2 separate regions of the Zea mays genome follow, and region 1 is linked to region 2. A link is a contact called in public Hi-C data. All regions are on one chromosome and are shown on one strand. The core of a region is the stretch at or near the end of the contact, and the rest is flanking DNA. Distances in the headings are between cores, read along the strand shown.

Region 1 (4,527 bases), core at 1,080-3,579, 320 kb after region 2:
TCGTCTTCCTCCTCTTCCTGCCCACCCCGCCCATCAACCCCGCCGCGCACCTCGTCTCGCTCGTGTCCTCACCCGATCCAATCCGCCACATCGTCTTCGTCGGCCGCCACCCGATCCACGTCCACGCCTGGCCCCACCCAAACCCTAGCGAGCTCCTCAAGGCGCACCGCATCCTCGCCGCCGTCCAGAACGCGTAGCACAGCACCAAGCGCCGCGGCGCAGGACCCGCGAGGCCCGTCATTGCCGTCACCCCGACCACCACCTCCGCGCTCCAGGTGTCGTCGCTCACGTCTTTGGCGCACACCCTCTGCCTCGTTGACGCTTGGCTCGTGTGGATCGTCGTCGAGCCGGGCCACCGCACAGACGTCGTCGCTGCGGTGCTCTCCCGCTCCAACCTCGACTTCCTACACATCATCGGTCCTGGCGACTCCACCGCGCCTGCGAATCCACGCCCTCAGGCGCGTACGCAAGCTCCAATCGCGAGATGGGAGGGATCTCATCTCACACACACCTCCCTCTCCACCGGCCCATCATCTCTCACTCCTTAATAATGCAACAAGGTGATTCGGACGAAGCGGATGGACGACATCGTGGTGTTTACCGACGAGAACCGCATCCTCCGCACCGAGCTGTTCGACGAAGCGCAGAAGGTGACCACCGTGTGCGCCGTGCCCGTCGGCATCCTGGGCAAGGATGACGGCGCCAGCGAGTCCTTCCTACAGGCGCCGTCGTGCGACGTGGAAGGGAACCTGGTGGGCTACCGCGTCTCGCAGGAGACCGCGACATACTGATGGCTAGCAGGCTGGAGTGGTCCGGCTTCGTGGTGAACGCGCGGGCACTGTGGGAGGACGCCAAGGAGCGGCCGGTGTGGGTGCGCAATCTCAGCGCCATCGACGACGCCGACCCCCGCGCCGCCAGGCCCCTCCCGCTCGTCACCGACGCAGGCCGCGTCGAGCCGCTCGCCAGCTGCGCCCAGGCGGCTCTCGTGTGGTCCTCGCTGCGTTCCGACAGTGAGGTCAAATTCGCACACGAGTATAATGGCAGCACGAGCTCATGTTCGAGGGAGGGAGGGGGCACCTCGCGAGCGGGGCGGTTGCGCGATGGCTTCGGGGCGCAATGGCTTCGGGGTTGGTGGGCAGGATCGAGGAGTGGGACTGTTGTGTGGGATCGGACGGTTTAGATCAGAGAAGGATAGAACGGACGGCTGAGATTGTCTAATGGCAGAACGCAAGGGAGGCAGGCTACTCTTGTGTTCTTAATAAGTAGTATAGATTGACTATCATTTACATGATAAATCATTTTTATGTTGATGCTAGTGTGTATGGGAAAACATGTTGGGTAGCTTAAACCAATATAATCATGGGTTTGAACAAAAATTCATATCTATTATAGGTATGAATTTTTTAGTGAACGCTTTATATATATATAGGTTTACACATTGTCATCTCTACTTCTACAGATGGCAATGGGTACCCGCGACTCGATATCCGATGGGTATTTACTCCATTAGGGTATATATGTGGGCTAAATATTCTACCCGTGGGTCTGTTATTGGGCAAAAATCTTCACCCAATGGGTAAACGGGTATTAGAACGTTCCACCTTCACCCATACCCGTTAACCCGTGGGTATAAAATACCCAATATAAACTTAGCCCAAGCATGAACTTGGACTTTAGTCATCCATCTTTTTTACTATTTAACAACCTTTTAGACCATACTGTCATAGAAGGCTTAACGACAATTTAATGACCATGTAATGGAACATGTAATGTGCTATGTAGTACTATCCTAGTGTTACTATTTTATCCAATTATCTTTGGTGTGTTGAATAGATGGTTAAATGATGTTAGAAAATTTTGTAATGATATTTATATGGATATACTTGATATTTGTATAGTATAATATTTTGATAGATGTTTAATTTTTGTGGGTACGGGTGACCCAATGGGTGACCCATACCCACATGGGTATAGGTATGGGGTAAATCCATACCCACCAGTGCATATAGGTGACCCAGTGAGGTTATTTTTATGTCGTGGGTATGAGTATGAGATAGTAATACCCGGTGGATAAGGAGCAATAACTTGGGTGAGAACTCCCGCTCCCGCACGGGTTTGCCCTTGTCCGCTCCTTCAGAACTACTGTTCGTTTTCTCGTGGGCCTTTGAGGTCCATACCACAATTACCACAATTATGCTCGATCAAATTCCAGCGGCTTAAACGGCCCATATAATTAAACATCATTTTTCCGAAGGAAAAGAAAAGAAGCCCGTCTCCCAGCCGCAAAGTCCTTTCTTCCTCCAACTGCCACGCGGGGCCCACCCTTTTCATTTTTCTTCCCCATCTTGGAGAAGAAGAAGGCCCGACGCTCTCACCGCTGCCACCAAAATCGCACGCGAGCCCCAAGAGATCCCCAAACCCTACACCTGCCCGCCGGCGCACTCGGGGACCGTCGAATCGAGCAGGTTGACGGAGGAGAGGGAGCCTCGAAGATGTTCCGGAACCAGTACGACACCGACGTGACGACATGGAGCCCCCAGGGGCGGCTGTTCCAGGTGGAGTACGCCATGGAGGCCGTCAAGCAGGGCTCCGCCTGCGTCGGGCTCCGGTCGAGCACCCACGCCGTCCTAGCCGCCGTCAACAAGCCCGCCTCCGAGCTCTCCTCCTACCAGCGGAAGGTGTTCCGCGTCGCTGACCACGCCGGGGTCGCTCTCGCCGGCCTCACCGCCGACGGCCGCGTTCTCTCGCGTTTCCTCCGCAACGAGTGCATCAACCACTCCTTCGTCTACGAGGCGCCGCTCCCCGTCTCCAGGCTCGCGCTCAAGCTCGCCGACAAGGCGCAGGTCCGTACGTCTCCATGCGCATCCCAGACTCCCCTCCCTCCCGTGATCCCGATCTCATCTCTTACGAGCCCGCGGGGAGACCGGAAGAGTGAACCTTAGGATTTGCATGGTTTGAGTCGCTGTACGAGTCGGGATCTGTGCTTCAGTGAGGTGATTGTTTCTCCGATCTGTGATTAAAGTTATGGCGTTAGGGTGTTCTGCGGATGCGATTTATTAGAACTTTATGGCAATACAGTTTTCCTACTGGCTTGTTCTTGGTCCTCACTGTTCTCAGCCCTCCAAAAGTCTCAAGTCTGAACTTCTCTCTCCTAATCTTCACATGATGTACTTAACATTTTATATGTTAGAAAAGCTTATGTGTTTAGAATTTCAGGTTGAGATGTTTACATCTAACCGCAGACACCAACCATGTGTGGTAGTATTAGGCTTTGCAAATGTTGTTGAGTTTGCTATTTTGGTGTTACAGCTACTTGTGGAACACTGACACTAAGTTGAACTTAGAGAAACTTGGTAGGTTTTTAATTGATGGACAATTGAACATGATACCTCGGTTACACCTTCTTTTCTCCCTTAGTTAAATCATATCAGAAATTCAGCAAAGTTGATTCGGATATAGCACATAAACTAGCTAATTTATATGTCGTGCAAGTGCAACAAACTGGCGAAAATATAGCTCAACCAAGAAAAGCACAAAAGAAGCTAAATACTAGTTACAATTACTGGAAGATGATTCAAGGATTAAGAATCATGGTTTTGACAGTGAATTGATAATTTGTTATATTTGGTTTACCTGAATCAAGCAGGAGCTGTTCCTCAATTTCTTCTTGTTATTCTTCCATTGTTACTCTTTAATGCTTGGAAGAAGTTTACGTTTGTCTAGGATCTGTTATGGTTTTCTATCTAATCCCTTTTTGTCAAATTGTATGTGTATTTTCAAAAATAGGTTTTACTTTGTTATATATGTGTGTGATAATGGCATTGACGTGTTGCCTTTGTAGAGACGAATCCAATTGCACCAGTAGCTATTTATGTGCATGCTGTCTGTTATCTTTTACTTGTTCTTGATTTTCCTTGCCATCCTTTTGCATTTATCCACAAATTACAAACTACACTGAATTTGCTTGTGTTTCCTGTTTAGATGTAATTGCACTTTAAGTCATTTGCCATATCATTGAACTTTGTTATAACGAGTGAATTTCTGCCATGTGCTGTTTATATTTTTCTTGTATATAATAGATGCAGTTCATTCATAGCTTATAAACAGTCTCTTGGACGTGTTTAACTATGTTGCCCTGTTAATGAATAAAGACCAGAGCCTTGTAAGCTGTGAATGCTTTCTATGTTTCGATGAGCCCATGACCTGGAAATATCAGCAGCTAGCAAAATCTTTCTGATGTTTCTTTCGAAGTAATACTGTTTTTTTATGATTTATAATTTCACTCCCTTAAGCTTAAATAAAGCTGCTACATGAGAGATAGTATTGACTTGGAGTTGGGTGCTTCCATACTGGTATACATTTGGATCTTAGGGTTAGGGTAGCGGCTGGGCATTTGGAATATCCTAATGAAACTAGCTTTCTAAGGACGACTAGGTTGTACCGCCATGAAAATCTGACCTCAAAGGAGAGCTGAATTGGGTTAGGCTATCTCCAGCAGGTCTCCTATCTCACCTTCAATTTCAAACT
Region 2 (4,959 bases), core at 160-2,659:
TGTCTAAACGGGCCACCCGGCACGGACCCGGCCCGAACCCGTTTCGGCCCGGTACGAATAGTGCCGGGCCAGGCACGGCCCGTTGATGCTTCGGGCCGGGTCGGGCTGGCCCACGTGCCTAGAGACATGCCCAAACCCGGCACGCCCAGGGAAAAATCGTGTCGGGCCGGCCCGTTGACCCGGTGGGCCTCAACGGACCGGGCCGGGCCGGGCACTGGCCCGAACCAACAGTAGAGCGGTATATAAATACATATATTTAACAGAATTAATCATATATAATAACATATTATTTACATATATTAAGACAACAAAATATTTATGTATGCATTTTATATTTATGTATACATTTTATATATGTTTTGTCGCGTATTTAGTATTTACATATTATGAGAGAATTAAATGTATTTATATATTTAGTATTTACATAAATATGCGGGCCGTCTTCGGGCCGACTCATTTATCGGGTCGGGCCGGGCCAAAGCACGCGGGCCACCAAATCTGTCCATACCCGGCCCGCTAAACGGGTCGTGCCGGGCCGTGTTTGGACCGGGCTAAATTCGTGTCGTGCCACGGGCCAAACGGGCAGCCCGCACTGTTTGGACATCTATAATCTCATCTAAACTACCACACCACTACAAGTAGCAGATTGAAATCAACCAGAGACGAAACCGCGATCAACGGCAATACAATGAGGCTGTCGTTGGCATAATTATGGAGTATCTCATCTAAACTACCATACCACTACAAGTAGCAAATTGAAATCAACCAGAGACGAAACCGCGATCGAGGGCAATGCAATGAGGCTGTTGTTGGCATAATTATGGAGTATCTCATCTAAACCACCATAACACCACAAGTAGCAGATTGAAATCAACCAGAGACGAAACCGCGGGGGAGAGAGGAGAGCTCAATCGATCACTCACAGTCGGAGTCTGATGCACACGTCGCGGATGAAGGAGCAGTAGGTGGCCCGGAGCTCGGCCTCCTTGGCCGCGCTGACGCCGTCCCGCCGCGACGGCGAGCCGCTCTCGATCTCCTCCCGGCTCACGTACCACGACGGGCACCGCTCGCCGCAGCGCCCCTCCCCGTCCTCCTCTCCCCGCGCGGCGCCCATCGCGGACGATCGCCACCGCACCGCACAAACGGCGTGAAGAAAGACCGGAAGGCCAGACCTTGGCCTAGGGGAAAAGAGAATCGGAGTCTCGTCGAGGGTTGGCGGCGGGTGACGCACCGAAAGCTTGAGGGCCAAGCAAGAGGGGCTCGGCTCTCGGGGTCGGGGGTGTTGGTTGGCGGCAAGGGCAAGGCAACAGAGGGACGCGCCGAAGCGGAACCGGATGGGATGGGGCTCTCGTTCGTCGTCTCGTCCGGGTGGGCTAACGAACGGAACGTCTAGAGAGGCGGCGGGGCGGAGGAGACCTGACTTGGCGGCTGCGCCACGCGGAGAGAGAGTCGCGGACTCGCGGACGCGTAGCGTACGGCTCGGGATGCCGGTGCGGTTCGTTGGAGGTTCGCCTCCACAGCGGCACGTGCGTGTATACTGTCTATGGCGCGTGGGCCCAGCTTGGGGACGGACGGATACCACCCGATGCCATGTTGGATTGGATTTTTGGGGGGAACATATGCATCTGGTTGTTGCGGGCTTGCGGCAGGCACGCGTTTTAGTTGGCGGACCTCACGGAGGCAGCTCGACGTGCCAGGCGTCGCGATTTTTGCGGATACAGTTTAGCGGATAAGAGAAACTCCAAAATATTGTGTAAACCAATCCAAAACCGATATCAGTAAAGAATAGTGATTTTCTTGTTCCAACTGCTCTTCTATTCTTCAAAAAAAACTAGTCAAATGCCCGTGCTTCGCTACGGTTTTCTGAACAAAATAAATTGTCACGGTTCACGGATACAATTAGGATAAAGCACTGTATAATTAGTACAAACCAGAATGGATTAAAACTAAACAAATAGGTTATGATGTCTCCAAAAAGACCGGAGTCTTGACGTCCCGTCTTGTATGAGAAGTCATAATTACGCGCGTGTACCATGCATCATGGATTTGAACCAGGAAGCAATAACAAAATATTCACAAGTCTCGAGCAATATATAACCTAAGAGTTTATTGTGAAATATTTGTGCAGGTTCTGATAGCTCTAATCAGTACAGTCTCATTAGATTGTACAGTATAAATACATCAGCTGTACCACACTGATACACTGCAGCTAAGCCTTGCTCAACCTGGCTAGAAGACAGATTGCTTACATCTTACTAAAGGCATCGACCTAGGTGCCTATGATCAAACTGGAACTTCAACTAATCCTAACGGCAGGCCCTCCTCCTTCCCTGTACTCCCATGGAAATAATCAACAGTGCCCCTGACCAAGGACCGAATTTTCTTTTCTTCCTCTTGCAACAAAGAAACATCAATTTGGCACTGCTCTGCAAAATGCTTCAACTTGCGGTGAAACCCACTGTGTTCATCCAGACTTCTCATGCTCGTGTTAAGGAATTCTTTGGTTTTGACAATCTTGTGGCCAAGAGTTGTTGTCTTAAAAAAACCAATGTCCATGAATTCAAACAGGATTTTGGTATAGCTCTTCCTCAAAGTCGAACAGTAGCCAGGGCTAGGAGTCCGAGGCTTAAAGTGATGAATCGCAAAACATTTCTATTGCTTTCTAGAGCATAATGTATCCCTTGCTTTTCATCACAGAACAGTTAGAACACAACAACGTTGTGATGAGTGACAGACAAGGTGCACAACTACATGGACCAAAGATGCAAGCTTTACTGATAAATGAACTACTGAAAGGCTTCCACAATGTCTACAGGGCAAATGTACCAACATCAAGTTCATGTCCTACAGTTCCTCTGCCCAAAAGAGGGGGGCAAAAATGAACTCCCTAAAATTCTTTCCTGCACACAAATACAAGAGGAGCAGAGCATCCTATTTCAGAGCATATCAATGTCTGGAATTTGGTGTTGTATACATTAATATGAATCAAGTCATTTTGAAAGCTGCCCATAAATAGAGCCCAGAATCACATCTCCACCCTCCATTTTCATTCCTTCTTGACCCGGTTCCGTGCCGCCTAGGCTGAGCTCGACCGCTCAGCCTGGGAGAACATGATGAAGACGTGCATGACCCCGTCACAAGTGCCATCCCTACGGCAGTGAATGCCACTCCTCTCCATGTCGAGAGGAGCTGCGTCCACTTGAAGAACTCGATGGCACCAAACAACAGCAGGCACGACCAAAACAGGGTCACCTGCTCCATCAGTGGGAATAGAAAGTCAGTGGCTAGAGCCCAGAAGACATATCAATACATTTATAGGATGCACATTCGGCAAAAAAACGGATTCATTGAGCTACGAAATGGGAAACAGATTCAACCATAAGTACCAAGGAAGAGCTCCCAGCTGCAATGCAACAACTGCAGAGGTTTCAACACGGTGGTACTCCTAATAAATCCTAATAAGGCATATAGCACCGGCACAGTGACCTTTTCTGCGCTCTCATATAACCCCAAAAACATGACCACCACCCTCCCCCACAACTGACAATTGAGTATGTGACACAAATTAATATCCGGTCATTCTGATGTAAACCCATGACCTCTTCGGTTCACTTAAAACAGATGCCTTGCTTTGTATTTACTATTTAGCATTTTCAATCTCGGCAAAATGGCCAGTGAAGCTGGGGAATAGATAAATTTGTACTGTTTGATTGGTTCTGCAAGATCATGAGTTGAGAAAATCAAGATTCTACATGACATTTGCTTGCCTTTTGTAACCTGGGTCACTGGCACAACCCTGTTTTCTAACAAGCTTTACACAATACCATTCTGAGGGGACTTTAGACAGTCCAACACAGATACTATTCTTAGGGGGAGATTGTAATTAATTCCAAGGACTTGCAAAACTACCTAGATGAAATGACCTTGATCAGACTTTGCACGGGAAAGTATCCAGATCAGGCAATGAAAAAAATGATGATTGAGGAAGAGTGGGGGAAAAGAGATTGAAAGTAACCTTGTTTTGATGAAGACAACAAAACTGTGTTTTGATGAAGACAACAAAACTGTCGAAGATGTTCTAGCTATCATACTGATGGAGAAAAAAAAAGTCCCCAAGATTTTGTGATATCCATTAGATTAGAATTAAAGAGCAGAATTGATGGACATGTTCTAGCTATCCATGAGCAGATCTGCAACATTACTCATTCTTGACATGTTTGATAGCGACCCAAAAAAATACCCTGCAAATTCACAATTTTAACTGATAAGCGAGATTATTATATGCAGTCAACCAACAAAAAGTGTTGTGCTGCCTTTGAGTTAATGCACAATTAACTTTATTATTTCACCCATGTTGATGTAGTCCTTATTCCTTCATCTACCTTGTTAAGTTCCTGAATCAACGGAAGGTCTCCAAGTTTGCAAATGTATAAAAATGAGCATAAGAAAATAATGTGGCTACAATATAAGCATTGAAAAGGTACAACTCCTTTTGTGCCTAAACTAACAAAAAAACATAGAAATAAGCTGTAAATTTTATCTAATAGGCTAAAGGAAAATGAAAACTTCCAAAAGAAGTTTTAACCTTCGGACCAAATAAGAAATCAAAAGGTACACATCAGCTTTTTTGAATGCATCAATTGTAGCTAAAATCACTACTGTGTTTGTAAACTGAACTCTATGGACAAAAAACAGGAAACGGGCGTCAGATGACATCTTTAACTTCTCCATTAGCTACTGCTGGAATATCCAATCATAAAAAACAAAAATGTGTGACCATAATACAATCCTTAGCCATTGTCAATTCTTTCAGCATATTCTCCAATTATCCAAATCATGGATGCCTAGAAAAATTAAGACACGTAAGTGAATAAAAAAATTAAGCATCTAAACAAAAATACAATAGATTACTAAGGTATGTGCATTGACTAAGACCTTAGCCTCTGGTTCATCTAAAGT

What was found. A called contact is a pair of places that touch in the nucleus more often than the background predicts.
Region 1: a contact with region 2 is called in a Hi-C map of ear, with 4 times the contacts expected there. The contact joins the promoter of LOC100282706 here to the promoter of LOC103626584 in region 2. A contact is called at or near these places in 7 of 25 Hi-C or Micro-C datasets (bundle sheath, ear, leaf and 3 more).

What each region holds. Positions count from the first base shown.
Region 1 is chr5:78,292,497-78,297,023 of Zm-B73-REFERENCE-NAM-5.0, forward strand. It overlaps LOC100282706 (proteasome subunit alpha type 1), which reads left to right and starts at 2,330. Exons shown (of 2, transcript NM_001155613.1): 1 at 2,330-2,843. The coding sequence starts at 2,493. It also overlaps the pseudogene LOC103628294.
Region 2 is chr5:77,976,497-77,981,455 of Zm-B73-REFERENCE-NAM-5.0, forward strand. It overlaps LOC103626584 (cyclin-T1-1), which reads right to left and starts at 1,410. Exons shown (of 6, transcript XM_008646994.4): 1 at 924-1,410. The coding sequence starts at 1,114. LOC103626585 (a long non-coding RNA gene) reads right to left here. Exons shown (of 3, transcript XR_553014.4): 2 at 4,936-4,959; 3 at 4,710-4,844.